Regions from separate parts of the Ovis aries genome. Here region 2 is linked to region 1. Evidence: chromatin contacts called from public Hi-C data. All regions are on one chromosome and are shown on one strand. Each heading gives the region's core, a stretch centred on a gene start, on an enhancer-like site or on the middle of the called end of the contact. The rest is flanking DNA. Distances are from core to core; before and after follow the strand shown.

Region 1 (6,748 bases), core at 1,195-3,694:
GTTGCAACTAAGACCTGGTGCAGCCAAGTCTTTATTATTTATAATAATAGTTAAATTATTATATTTAAACACTATAATTTAATATTTAATTTTATTTATAAACAAGTATTTATTTTTAAATATTTATAATTCTTATTATAAATATTTATTATATTACCAATATATTATATGTTAATAATATAGTATTATTATATTTTATTACCTATATAATGTTTATCTATTATTAAATAAATAAAACTAAATATTTTTTAAAAAAGAGAGAAAGTCAGTACCCTGGAGTGGGTGTCAGGACCAGATCTGCAAGTGATAAGAGTGAGGCCAAAATGGGGTGATGACTCCCCAGATATGAAAGGAGAACCAAAATGGGCTCCAAAGACAGAAGGTCATGGGAAAAGGCTACCAAGCCAGGGGTCCTCCAGCAGAGAAAATATGGCCTTTGCCCCATCCCACTCCACCCAGAATGATGGAGATCTATGGTTTCTGACTAGGAAAATCAGATGGGAGAAGCGCCAGCTCCCTGAGGTGACTGCCAAGTCCTGGGAGGCTAAACAAGAACATGGGGGGATTTAGGGGCCGTCTAGTCAAGGCTACGGTTTTTCCTGTGGTCATGTATGGATGTGAGAGTTGGACTGTGAAGAAGGCTGAGTGCCGAAGAATTGATGCTTTTGAACTGTGGTGTTGGAGAAGACTCCTGAGAGTCCCTTGGACTGCAAGGAGATCCAACCAGTTTATTCTGAAGGAGATCAGCCCTGGGATTTCTCTGGAAGGAATGATGCTAAAGCTGAAACTCCAGTACTTTGGCCACCTCATGTGAAGAGTTGACTCATTGGAAAAGACTCTGATGCTGGGAGGGATTGGGGGCAGGAGGAGAAGGGGACGACAGAGGATGAGATGGCTGGATGGCATCACTGACTCGATGGATGTGAGTCTGAGTGAACTCGGGGAGTTGGTGATGGACAGGGAGGCCTGGCGTGCTGTGATTCATGGGGTCGCAAAGAGTCGGACACGACTGAGTGACTGAACTGAACTGAACTGAACTGCCCTTTCCCTTACTCCAACGCTAAGGTGCCAAGTTGGAGGGGAGGTCCTGATCTGATCAGGACACATCCAGCCAAGGCTAGGTCCTCACCTTCCTGCGAATCATATGTCCGGTTATAGGTGGTGACAAAGTCCTTGAAGATCGAAGCCATCTTCACAGAAAAGTCCTGGAAAGGCAGAGAGAGGGAGTCTTTACAAGCAGTCCTTCTCAGACACACGTGGGAGCCCCGGGCCAGGGTGGAGGAAGAGAGTGAAGGAAAGGCGCAGCCAGTTCCCCAGACAGACAAGGCTCCTCACCTGGGGGAGGGGATCCTTGTTCAGCAGTGGAAGGAATGAACTGAAAGTCTCATTTTTGTCATCTGGAGAGAGTTGGAAGAGAGGAGAAGCAGGACTGAACCCTGAGTGAAGTCTGATCTGAACCATCCCAGCACCCCTGGGCCCTCCCAGCACCTGTAGTCTTGGTATCAACTGGGCCACAGTCCCGCCTCAGTAGCATGTGTTTTCCTAGCTCGTCTAGGACTTCGAAGCTGCAGAGCTGCAGGAAGAGGAAGGAGGAAGCCAGTCAGGGGGCTGCGAGGAGGGCAAGGCCTTTGGCAAGATGGAGCTGGAGGCAATCTCGAAGGCAATCTCACCCACAGTGGAAAGCGAGGCACCATCCGGGAGCGAGCATCCAGGCCCCCTCCCTTCACCTTTCCAGGCCTGGGTAGTGACAGGGTGGGGTAGATGCGGCCTCAGATCCCGCCCCCTTGACTTGACAGATCGTCCCAACTACAGCCAGACTCGATCTGGGGGCAAAGGAACGGCAGGAGCCCCATCACTTACCAGGGTCTTCTTGGACACCGGGAGCTGACACACCGTGGGGTCGTTGCAGGGCGGCTCCACCAGGGTCGCCTTCAGCGAGTACAGGGATCCCCGGCCCGCCTGGACCGAAGGGCGGGTGAGTGGCGGCACGGCCACCCTCTCCTCTGCGCAGCCTTCATGGGGCCCGCAGCCCCACCGCGCCCTCTTCCCCCTTCCCCATCACTACAAGTCCAACGTCCCCGCCCCACGTCAGGCCCAAAGTTCCCAACCCTCGGACTAGAGCCCCGCTCACCGCGGACCCAGGAGCCCCGCCCCAAGCGCGTCCTCACCCGGCGGACGCGACCGCGCACGGCCCCCAGCGCGGCCCGCGTCCCGGCAGCCCGGCCGCGGTTGTACATCTCCAAGGCGAAGCGGGCGGGCTCCCGCAGCTCCGGGGACGCCAGCTCCCAGGCCTGCGCGCCGGCCGCCGGGGGCTTGCTGGAGGCCGGAGCGGCGGCCGGGAGCAGCCCCAGCAGCAACAGCAGCTGCAGCCAGGGTGCCATGGCGAGGGCGAAGCTGGCGGCCCGGACTCACGCACGGACGGACGCGCTGACCAACCGACGGGGCGGAGCAGCCCGCGGCTGGGGGGCCCTAGTCCTCCCCAAGCTCCGGGGCCGCGGGGCGCCGGCCAATGGGCGCCGGCCGGGGGCGCCTGCGCGCTCGCTTATTTACGCCAGGCACGTGGGTGCGCTGGCTGTGCAAGACCTGCTGGCGGGACTCAGTTTCGACCGTAGGCAGTGTTGCAAAACCAGCGTGATCTGGGGAGACGTGGCCCGATCCCCGACCTTGAAGTGATCTTCTTAGGTCTGGGAACTGCTGTTTGAGGAGAGGAAACGATACTGGCCAGAGAATTAAAACAACTACCACTTATTGCATACTTATTATATGTTGCATATATATATATGCCCTCTCCCTTTAATCTTTGTAGCAATCCTGTGAAGTAATAAATGTTATTATCCCCATCTAGTAATTGAGGAAATATAGGTTTAGAGAGACTAAGTGGCTTGTCAAACATCTGCTAAGTGAGAGGGCTGGACTTGAACGCAGGGAGTGGACTTCAGAGCTTGAGCTCACAGCTCCATCACCTCTTTGAGGCCCCTCTCCTCATCAGCAGAATGGCAGCTGATATTCCCTGGACTGGCAGTGTCACAGGCTGTTGCGTAGATCAGATACAAGCATGTAAACAGTGCACAGGGTTGGGACCATTCTTTCATTCCTTCAAGCTTTCACCGCTGTGTTCCAGGGAGTAGCAACAGAAGCATGAGCAGATACGCTGGGCATAATGCTGCCTGCTAGCAGCTCACAGCTTAGCGGAGAGACAGATGAGAAAAAGGAATTTTCCTCCAAGGTGTTACCAGCTGTGGGAGAGGAAACAGAGAAGAGAGTTTTTGGCAACCCACTCCAATTTTGTTGTCTGGGAAATCCCACGGACAGAGGAACCTGGAGGGCTACAGTCCATGGGGTTGCAAAGAGTGGGACATGACTGAGCGACTAACACTTTCACTTCCAATGCCCTTCAAGCTCCAGTCAGGCCTTAGACCTTATCTTGTGCTGTGCACTTGACACTCCAGTGACACTCTATTTGCAGAAATTCAAGCTCTTGCACACCCTGGAACCTTCACACTGCTCAAACTCCTAGACACCTCGCTGCTCTCAGTTTAGATGACGACTTCTCAGGGAGGTTTTCCTGACCCACGCCCATTACCCCTGACTAAGCTCTATGCCACTGTCTCTGTACTCCTAGACTCCTAGCTCCGTGAACTTCCTCCTTCTGAAAGATCTAAAGCTGAATGAATTAAAAACAGGAATTTCTTAGGCCCAGCAGAAGCAGTGAGACTTTTCTTAGATCTGAGTTTCCAGAGATTGGTGTCATAGTTCACCCTCGTGGGAAACAGTCATCTTCCCCAGAGTCTGTTTCTTAGTCCCTGGAGACACCTGACAAGTGTCTGGAGGAAAGGGTGGCTCATCTCATCAGAATAAGGGAAGACAGCATACTTGTAATTCATGGAGGGAAAGGAGGAATTGTTTTTAAGCTACATGCTTGGCATCTCAGGCAATTCCCACAGCAACCTTCAAGAGAGAAGCTATATGATTACACATGAGGAAAGTGAAGCAGGGATGTGTCGACATTCAGAAAAAGTGAAAGTGTTAGTCACTCAGTCGTGTCTGACTCTTTACGACCCCATGGACATAGCCCGCCAGGCTCCGCTGTCCCTGGAATTTTCCAGGCAAGGTAACACTGGAGTGGGTTGCCATTTCCTTCTCCAGGGTATCTTCCAGACCCAGGGATCAAACCTGGGCCTCCTGAAGCTGAGCTGAAAAGAGGGAGACAGCAGAGGAGACTGGGAAGAAATGGACACTGCGTGAGGAGGAAGATGAAGAAAGAATGATGTCAGGAAAGTAGAGGAAGAGAGTGGGTTTCAAGAAAGAGGAAGTGGCTGGTTGCGTTGAATGCCATGGAGAGGACAAGATGAGGGGATTGGGCAACAGGTAAGTCACTGGGGACCTCATTAAGAGTGCTTGACTGAGGACTTCCCTGACCGTCCAGTGGTTAAGAATCTGTGTGCCAATGCAGGGGACACAGTTTCGATCCCTGGTCCAGGAAGACTCCACATGCAAAGGAGCAACCAAGTCTGGCGCCACAGCTACTGAAGTCTGTGTGTCCTGGAGCCCGTGCTCCACAGCAAGAGAAGTCAGTACAATAAGAAGCTCAAGAACTGCAGCTAGAGACAGTCCCTGCACAGCAACGAAGACTCAACACACCCAACAATGAAGTAAATAACTAAACTTAAAACACAAAGTTTTTAAAAGAGTGTCGGGTTGAGACTTCCCTAGTAGTCTAGGGGTTGAGACTTCCCTAGTAATCCAGTGGTTGAGACTCTGAGCTTCCACTCAGAGGCCCGGATTCAATTTCTGTTAGGGGAACTAGGATCCTATAAGCCATATTGTGCAGCAAAAAAAAAAAAAAAAAAGAAGAAGAAGAAGAATAGAGAATATGAGAAATATGGGCAATGAATGGAGACAAGATTTCAATAAGTTTTGCCATGGAAAAAGTATTACTGTAGAGAAATACAGTACTGGGGGGGGGGCATGGGACATCTCTAGAGTATTTGGGGGACTTCCCTGGCTGACCAGTGGTTAAGACCCTGCACTTCCACTGCAGGAAACACAAGTGCTATCTGTGATCAGGGAACCAAGACCCTGCATGCCGCAGGGCACAGTAAAAAAAGAAAAGCATTTTTTAAGATGAGAGACCCTAGAGCATGCTTATGACTTGATGAAATAGGAAGGGAGATATTGATGATTCAAGACAGAAAGGGGAGAATTATAGGAATGAAGAACTTGAAAGGAGAGGGGTGGTAGTTCTCTACTGCTGTGTGGAACATTGCCACGAAATGAATGGTTAGGGCTGCAGTCTCATTGAAGGCTGGACTGAGGAAGGATCTGCTTCCAAGCTCATGTTGATCTTGGGTAGCCTTGGCCTGCAGCGATTTGAAGTAAGGCTTCAGTTCCTGGCCAGAGACTGAGGTTGGGTAGGGATGATGAGAGCACCAAATCCCAGCCACCAGATCAGTGGTCAGTGACAAGGCCCTGGCCCTTTGGCTTTGCAGAAAAGAATTCCCATAAAGACAGAAAGTAGTGAAACAAGTAAAGTGTTCATTAGGAGGAAAGAGAGTATGTAGTAAGTAGTACATGTGGATAGACACATGGATGGACTCAAGAGAAAGACAGAGTCGTGCCCTGGTGGTAGCTTTATGGGGCATTTCTTCCACGTTTCCTTTGGCCAGTCATTTTTATTTACCTGGTTCAGAGTCCATATTTGGTATAACTCAGGATCCCCCCATGTGTGCATACACATCCCTTAGCCAAGATGAATTCTACCCAGGAGGTCTATGGGTAGTTAGCATCACTTGACATCACTTCCCTTTTGACCTCCAAGGAGTCTTTCTGCACATGTGTAGTCGGAGAGGTCTCCTGACTTCAAGGATGAGAAATATGGAGTCTCTTATCTTCTGTCTGGGCAGAGCCCGACCTCCTCCCCCAATTGTCCTGCTGTTTTCATCTTGGAATATCAGTCCATAGAAACTAAACTTCAACTGTCTGCCCTGGGACCCATCAATCTCCTGCCCCAATGCGGCTGTTGGTAGCGGTCAGCCCCTCATGGGACCTCAGTCCGGTGCCTCAGCTGTTTCCTGGCTGATGGCTGTCTGCCACCCTTAGCTCCTCACCATGTGGATCTTCCCACCATGGTTGCTTGCTAACCCCAAAGCAGGTGAGGGAAAGTGAGGCTATTAAAATCTTGTCTAATAGAGTCACACATGTAATCACATGTACCCATCACCTCTGCTGAATTCTGTTGGTTAGAAGCAAGTCATGGGTCTCTCCCGTACACAAGGGGTGGGAAGGAGAGTACACAAAGATGTGGACATCAGGAGGCGGGGGTCATGGGGGTCCCCTTAGGAGTCTGTCTGCCACAAGTGTTCCCCAGGTGTGCTCCCAGTACCTCAAAATATTAGCAACAGTAAAAATAATACATGCTTGGGCTTCCCTGGTGGCTCAGTGGTAAAGAATCCGCCTGCAATACAGGAGACTTAAGAGATCCAGGTTCGATCCCTGGGTTGGGAAGATCTCCTGGAGGAGGGCATGGCACCCCACTCCAGTATTCTTGCCTGGAGTATCTCATGGACAGAGGAGCCTTGTGGGCTTCAGTCCATAGGGTCACAAAGAGTCGGACACAACTGAAGTGACTGAGGTCAGCACAGCATATCTACATGCTAGGCACTCAGCATTTGCAGCACATGTACATGTATCAGCCCACTGAACCCCACAACCACCCCACAAAACCACCCCACAGCTATGATGCAGATAA
Region 2 (6,748 bases), core at 1,474-3,973, 240 kb after region 1:
CGACTGAGCGACACTTTCACTTTCTTTAGAAGAAAGAAATTAACATTTTATTCAGCACCTTCTGTGGACCCAGGGAGATGCTAAGCTTTTAGTGACCAGTCTTTCACAGTGACGCTTTGGGGTGGGGAACACTGATGTACTTAGCAGGAGGAAGATCTGAATTTCAGCCTACTGCCCTTAAAGCCCATGCTTTCTCTCTACTGAATATTTATGATCTGGTGGACGCCCCCCAGAAGAGTGTTTGAGCCGCTCTGCCTTACAAAGCTGCACCTCGAGTTGTCATCAGTCCTGTGTCCCACACTGGCAGCCATGCTGAAGAAAATCAACAGTGTATGACGCCTCAGATCCATTCCCTGAAGAGCCTTCAGTTTGCCAGTTCTTCCCAGTCTTCCTGGCTTTCTCCTCAGTGGCTACTCCATTCTGTTAAAAATCTACCCAACCTCCTGATTTAGCCTCCTACTTCACTTACTAATCTCTTTTTTTCCATAAACTCACCCAACTTGTACTCCGCCCACTGCCAGACCCTTATCAGCACAGGACCCACCCCTCCAGGGGGCATTACCCCGTCCATTTTCTCCGTGCCATCAGTTATTCCTTCTGTACCTTCAACTCTTTTTCTGAGTTCTTCCCGTCAGGAGGTCCATCTTCAGAAGGACAGCGCCATGATCTTGAACTCCTCCCATCATCTCCCTCACACCGCGATTAGGATTCTCAAAGCAGCAAGCTGCACTCCGTTTGTCTCTCTTTTGTTTCCTCTCTAATCCAGGGCACTGCTTTTCCTGTGCCTCAGAACTGCACGGCTCTTGTGTGGGAGGGCCTCTTAATTACCAAATTGATTGTGCATTTATCTGTACCATGGCTGGACTGTCTGCAGCACTTGGCACTGTGAGGCTGTGATGCACCAGGTTCTCCTCATCTCTTACCTTCTCTCTTCGACTAGCTTCCTCTGGCCACCCCCAAACAGTGCTCACACCGCACCCCCTTCCTCGCTGCTCTTTTCCATCCCAGGCGCTGACCCCTGCCTCTGGGAACAAGACTCCTCAGTTGGTATGACGAGTCCAGGTCTCTTCTGAGATGGAGACCTGTCTGCTCACTTGGCTGCTCCATATGGTGGGCCCATATGGTCAGCTTCCTCTCTCCTGGTATCTTGCCCTCTGCACACACACCCAAGATCAGCTCTTCTTTCTTTAGTCTGTGTCAGGGTTAGCAGCACCACAGTCGACATATCTAGTTTTTCACATCAGAATCCTGAGATTCATGTGAGATGGCCCTCATTCTAATGATTCACATCCAGTCTACCACCAAGGCCTGTCAGTTCAGTCTTATGAATACTTCCGACTCCTCCATCCTCACTGCCTTCACTTCTGGGCTCTTGAGGGCTTCCCTCCTCTAACTTGACTCTAAACCACATGTTTGATGAATGATCATTCTGAAATACAAAAGTAACTATCTACCTCATGTTTATTCACTGCCTTCCAGTTTCCTATAAATAAAAATCCATTTCTTAGCCTGCCCTGATTCCCACTAACCCATTCAGATTCATCTCCTTGAATCCCCATCTTGCATTTTATGTAGGATACTGCTTAATGCCTTTGCGTGTTTGCCTAACTCTTTCAGCCTGGAATTCCCTTCTTCTACCTTGTGAGTCCAGTGTATTTCTGTTCATTCTTCAAAACCCAGCTCAGACATCTCAAGGAAACCATTCTTCACTTACAGAGATGGTTAACAGCTTCTTTCTGTTTTACCCCCTGGACTTTGTACACACTACGGCACCCTTCCTAGTATCTGTGAGCTGCACCTAGGGAACAGCTTGTTGATCTACGTTCCCAGGACCTGCTCAGGAAAAAGCTATAGACCCAAAAGTAAAGTCTGCACTGCCAAATGAAGCCTCAGCAACAAAGGGGGAGAGAGGTGAGGCCTGGCTTTCCGGCAGGTAGGGAGGAGCTGGATGGTGCAGACTCCACGAGGAACGTGTCAAGTGACCGCCTTGGCGCGAGACCCAAGTAAGGGCTTGGTTCAATCCCAGGTGTCTTCCCGGGCCCAGCTCTGTGGGGACAGGGAGACCCCGAAGCCAATGTGCAGCCTCAGCCTGATCCTGTAGACCCGGTGCTGCCCAGTTTTAATGCGGACAGGACCAGCTGAAAGGTTTCTGAGGTGGGAGGGCTAAGAGAGTCTGACTCTTAACTCCTTCCTTTCTCCCAGGCTTTCCCCAAGGGTCTTTCCAGCACAGGACAGGGGAGTGAGATGAGCGGGCTTGTTTTCTCCTAGGGACCGGCGAGCAAACAGAAAACAAGAGGCTCAAGAGAGGCAGCCTAGGCGTGGAGGAGACGGGGGCCTCCCGCTCTGCTGGGGCCCTGAGCCCGTCAGAGGCCGCCTCGCGCCGCGCCGAGCCCACCGCGGCCCCGCTGACCTTTAGCAGAAGCAGGACGGGCCCCGGGAGCGGCCTGGAGGTAACCGAGCTAAGGCCGAGTCGGCAGGGCGGGGACACGGCCACGGCCGAGGGGTCCTCACCCCAGGTCCCCTTTCCTCCCGCAGGACGCGGTATGGCTGCAGGAAATTTCCAATCTGTCCGAGTGGCTGAGTTCTGGGCCTGGGCCCTGAACCTGGCGCCCTTCCCGGCGCTTCCACACCCACCCAGCCGCCTCCGGGGTCGCCTGTTCCGTTTTTCAATAAACCTGCTCCGCACGCGCACCTTCTGCTTCAGTGTCGGGACGGGACGGGGGCGGGGACGGGGACCGCGCCGTCGGATGACGTCAGCCACGCTTCCGGCAGGCGCGGGCCGGGCGGCAGCGGGATCGCGTCACTGCGGCGCGCCGCGGGTCCGGGCGCGATGGCGGCGCTGGGCGGGGACGGGCTTCGCCTGCTGTCGGTGTCGCGGCCAGAGCGGCAGCCCGAGGCGGCGGCTCTGGGCGGTCCAGGCCCCGGACTGTGCTGCTGGGTGTCTGTGTTCTCTTGTCTCAGCCTCGCCTGCTCCTACGTGGGCAGCCTCTACGTCTGGAAGAGCGAGCTGCCCAGGTGCGGGGGCTGCGCGCGCGGCCGGAACCCGCGCCTCCGCGGGGCGGGGCTGTGGGCGGGACTTGGCGAAGAGAGGGCGGGCCCGCGCCCTCAAGGGTGGCCGTGGGCCCCCTGAACTTACTGCCTCCTCCTTAGGGACCATCCTGCAGTCATAAAGCGGCGCTTCACCAGTGTCCTGGTGGTGTCAAGTCTCTCGCCCCTCTGCGTGCTACTCTGGAGGGAACTTACAGGCATCCAGGTGCGAAGGAGGCGGGGCAGAGGGCGGCGGGCGAGCGATCTCAGGACTCCAGGGGAGGGAGAGAGACTGATGCCCCCTTTCCTGTGGCTCAGCCAGGCACATCCCTGCTTACCCTGATGGGATTCAGGCTGGAGGGCATTTTCCCAGCAGCGCTGCTGCCCCTGCTGCTGACCATGGTGAGTGCTCCTGCTGTGTCTTTCCTTCTCTGCTCTTCGTCGTTAGTGAGACCCTCCTTTTTTTCCTAATCCTGGTTGTGCCCAGCTGTTGACTGGTGAGAGACAAGAATTGTGAGATGGCCCAGGGCCCTCGGGTATGCATAGGTGGGAAATCCTGGCAGAAAACGGGAAGCCTGAAATCTGATGCCGTGTCAGGGCAAGAGCAGAGGATTGTGAGCCTTTCCTTTGATTGCTCCTGTTTTTCTGTCCTCAGATCCTTTTCTTGGGCCCACTGATGCAGCTTTCCATGGATTGCCCCTGTGACCTGGCAGATGGCCTGAAGGTTGTCCTAGGTGAGTCCTCAGGGCCAAGGGAAAAAAGTAGGCAGTCCGGGATAATGAGAAGGGATCAGTGTGCTATGGTAAGACCTGAGATGTTCTGTTTCTCAGCAGTAAAATGGGAACACATATCGGGTGGCCTCTAGTCGTCCGTTCCTAATGTCCAGTGAAGCCTGTAGGAACCCCTAGCAGTATTTGGGGTGGACAGGAGAGCTTGTCCGTTGCTTCCCTTGACCTTGGTTTCCTAGAAGAGAACTGGTCCTGGGCAAGTTTTGATGTTTCCAGAATTTACTGTCAGGATACTTTGCCTCAGCTACTATTGCTTTTCCCTTTTAGTCCCCTTGGGATATTGTTTTATACTAGGTCTGATAAACTTTGAATCTTAATCTGTTCTCCCAAGTATTTATGGCCAGGGGAGGTTGTGGGAGAGGGGCCCTTGAGGCCTCTGGGTCACTTTGTTCAACAGCTAGTCTCTCATGGCTTGTCTTGAATCCCCTCCCTAGCCCCTCGCTCCTGGGCCCGCTGCCTCACAGATATGCGTTGGCTGAGAAACCAAGTGATCGCCCCCCTGACAGAGGAGCTGGTGTTCCGGGCCTGCATGCTGCCCATGTTAGCGCCGTGCACGGGCCTGGGCCCTGCTGTGTTCACCTGCCCACTCTTCTTTGGAGTTGGTGAGTTTGTCATGCCTGGTCCTGTTGAGATGGTCCTGGCAGGGAACCAAGAATGGGAAATGGGGGCCAGGGGAGGGCCTGTCCAGCAGGCTGGGAGGAGTGTGACCTGCTTCTCATCTTCCTCTCAGCCCATTTTCACCACATTTTTGAGCAGCTTCGTTTCCGCCAGAGCAGTGTGGGGAGCATCTTTCTGTCTGCAGGTGAGTCCTAGAGAGCTGGCCTGGGGCAGTCCTGGGTTGGGTGCGTGAGGGTGTCCCTGATAGTTGCTCTGGAGGAAGAGTTGGGAACTGAGGGCTCTAGTATCGGAGGGGCTGCTGACCACGGGCTTGGGGTGTAGAGAACAGCCTAGGTGTTGGGGCAGGCAGCCAGGGGAAGGGGGTGTCTCTGGCTGATGGGTGTGCAGTGCTGGGGCAGGAAGGGCATGCAGGTGTGGTCACTCGAGGCCTCCCCGTCTCCAGCGTTCCAGTTCTCCTACACAGCTGTCTTCGGTGCCTACACTGCTTTCCTCTTCATCCGCACAGGTTGGTCCTCAGTCTCTCACGGGTCCCCTGGGGCTCAAGGGCCCACAGGAGTGGGTGGGAAAATGGGAATCTGTGTTTGTTCTAGGAGCAACAAGTTTCTTCTCCCACAGTCCTTGAGACAGGCTGAGCCAGGGTCCTCTGCCTGGTGCGGTTTGAGAGGTGGAAGGAAGCAGAGGCTGTGTGTGAGGGTGGATGGGTGGCCGTTGATCTCCTGTTTCGGGGGATGAGGGTCTTAGCCCTGGAAGGGCCTGGGAGGTAGCGGGGCTGCTCCATGGACTCCTCTGTCTCCCTCCCCAGGTCACCTGATTGGGCCGGTTCTCTGCCACTCCTTCTGCAATTACATGGGCTTTCCTGCCGTGTGTGCAGCCCTGGAGCATCCGCAGAGGCGGCCCCTGCTGGCAGGCTATGCCCTGGGTGTGGGACTCTTCCTGCTTCTGCTCCAGCCCCTCACGGACCCTAAGCTCTACGGCAGCCTTCCCCTTTGTGTCCTTTTGGAGCGGGCAGGGGACTCAGAGGCTCCCCTGTGCTCCTGACCCACGCTCCGGACACACTCCTATGAACTCTCATGGGCTTCCCAGCCCCTCCCCGTCAAGGAGTACTTCAGGGGAGGAGCTGATGGGAGGCCCCGAGAACTCAGGAATTTTTGTAGGGGATTGAAGCCAGAGCTAGTTGAATCCCAGGGACCAAGAGAAAGGAGCAGACATCCCAGGACGTGGCCCCTCCTGAAAGGGTCGAGGAGCAGCCGGGAGTGAGGGACGCGGGGCCCCGGAGCCGAGCACTCCTGCCTCGCCGGGGCCTGCTGCTTCCCTGAGCTGCTCTGTGCCCCCTGCCTCTGAAAAGCTGCTCGGGGGTGGAATTTACAGAACCCCCCCCAAACTTCCCAGGGTTTTCTCATTGTCTTTTTGCATCAGGACTTTGTATTGGGATATTAAAGAGATTTAACTTGGGTAACATGGCCTTGGACCTTTGGGGATTAGTCTGTTTGGGGTCTTGAGAACATGCTCCGTGCCCCCAACCTGCCCTGAACACTAACCTCTAGGCAGGTCTGCCTGTGCCCAGGTCCCCGGAGCACTGGACAGGATGGGGCCTCTGGCTGCCCTAAGTCTTCAGTGTGCTTCCTGAGCCGGGCCCCAGGTCCTCACCAGGCGGGACTAGGTGGCACGTGCAGGCTCAGCTCATCTGGGCCCCCTGCCTGCAGCGATGGAGCCTCCAGCCTCTGAGAGGGTGGATAGTCCACTGCGGGCCTTCCACCAGGACCTCCCGGTGTCTGCCAGCCTCACGCCACAGAGGAAGCAAGTTTAACCCGAAGAGGAGTCAGCCCAGGCACTGGGGAGGGGCGGCTGTTCTGGGGCTCACCACCTCTGCCACGCGCTGTGCTCATTTGGCCCCTAGAAGAACCCAGAGCAAAGGCCCAGAGAGCATGTGCAGCCTGGCCCAGCAACACTGTAACTCAGGGTTCTTTCTAGAACCTGGCAGTATTCTATTTGCTCTTCCTCTTGTTTTTAGAATGGTCCTTATGTTCTCATTCCTCTGCCCCTAGGACACCTCTCCCTGCCACACACACTTTCTAAAAACATTAATCAAAGAGTATTATCCCTTTAGGTCCCATTCTAGACTTGAGGTTGTCATGAATCCCCTTCCCTGAGGCTGGCGGTTGAAGAAAAGGATTCACTCCCCAGGGTGCCCCCAGGTTGGCTACGACTAAACTATACTGGCTCATGAACGGGCCTTGTGACAGGTGTGTACTGACCTTGCTGGTGAATTTTTCTCTCCCCAAGCCTGTGTAACCACTGTCGAGGATGCCAAGGAA

The links. Hi-C and Micro-C count contacts between places; a contact is called where the count stands out from the background.
Region 2: a Hi-C map of tail adipose tissue shows a contact between it and region 1, with 4 times the contacts expected there. The contact joins the promoter of LOC114110099 here to the promoter of CTSF in region 1. A contact is called at or near these places in 5 of 16 Hi-C or Micro-C datasets (blood, hypothalamus, muscle and 2 more).

Annotation. Positions count from the first base shown.
Region 1 is chr21:41,027,752-41,034,499 of ARS-UI_Ramb_v3.0, forward strand. It overlaps CTSF (cathepsin F), which reads right to left and starts at 2,445. Exons shown (of 14, transcript XM_012102162.4): 1 at 2,169-2,445; 2 at 1,861-1,959; 3 at 1,489-1,573; 4 at 1,336-1,397; 5 at 1,130-1,205. The coding sequence starts at 2,381.
Region 2 is chr21:41,265,002-41,271,749 of ARS-UI_Ramb_v3.0, forward strand. LOC114110099 reads right to left here and starts at 2,724. Exons shown (of 6, transcript XR_009597855.1): 1 at 2,635-2,724. TOP6BL (TOP6B like initiator of meiotic double strand breaks) reads left to right here. Exons shown (of 14, transcript XM_060404116.1): 13 at 2,269-2,450; 14 at 2,536-2,691. The coding sequence ends at 2,601. RCE1 (Ras converting CAAX endopeptidase 1) reads left to right here and starts at 2,808. Exons shown (of 8, transcript XM_027959705.3): 1 at 2,808-3,015; 2 at 3,151-3,253; 3 at 3,350-3,429; 4 at 3,683-3,761; 5 at 4,250-4,417; 6 at 4,546-4,617; 7 at 4,876-4,938; 8 at 5,236-5,889. The coding sequence starts at 3,370. The coding sequence ends at 5,471.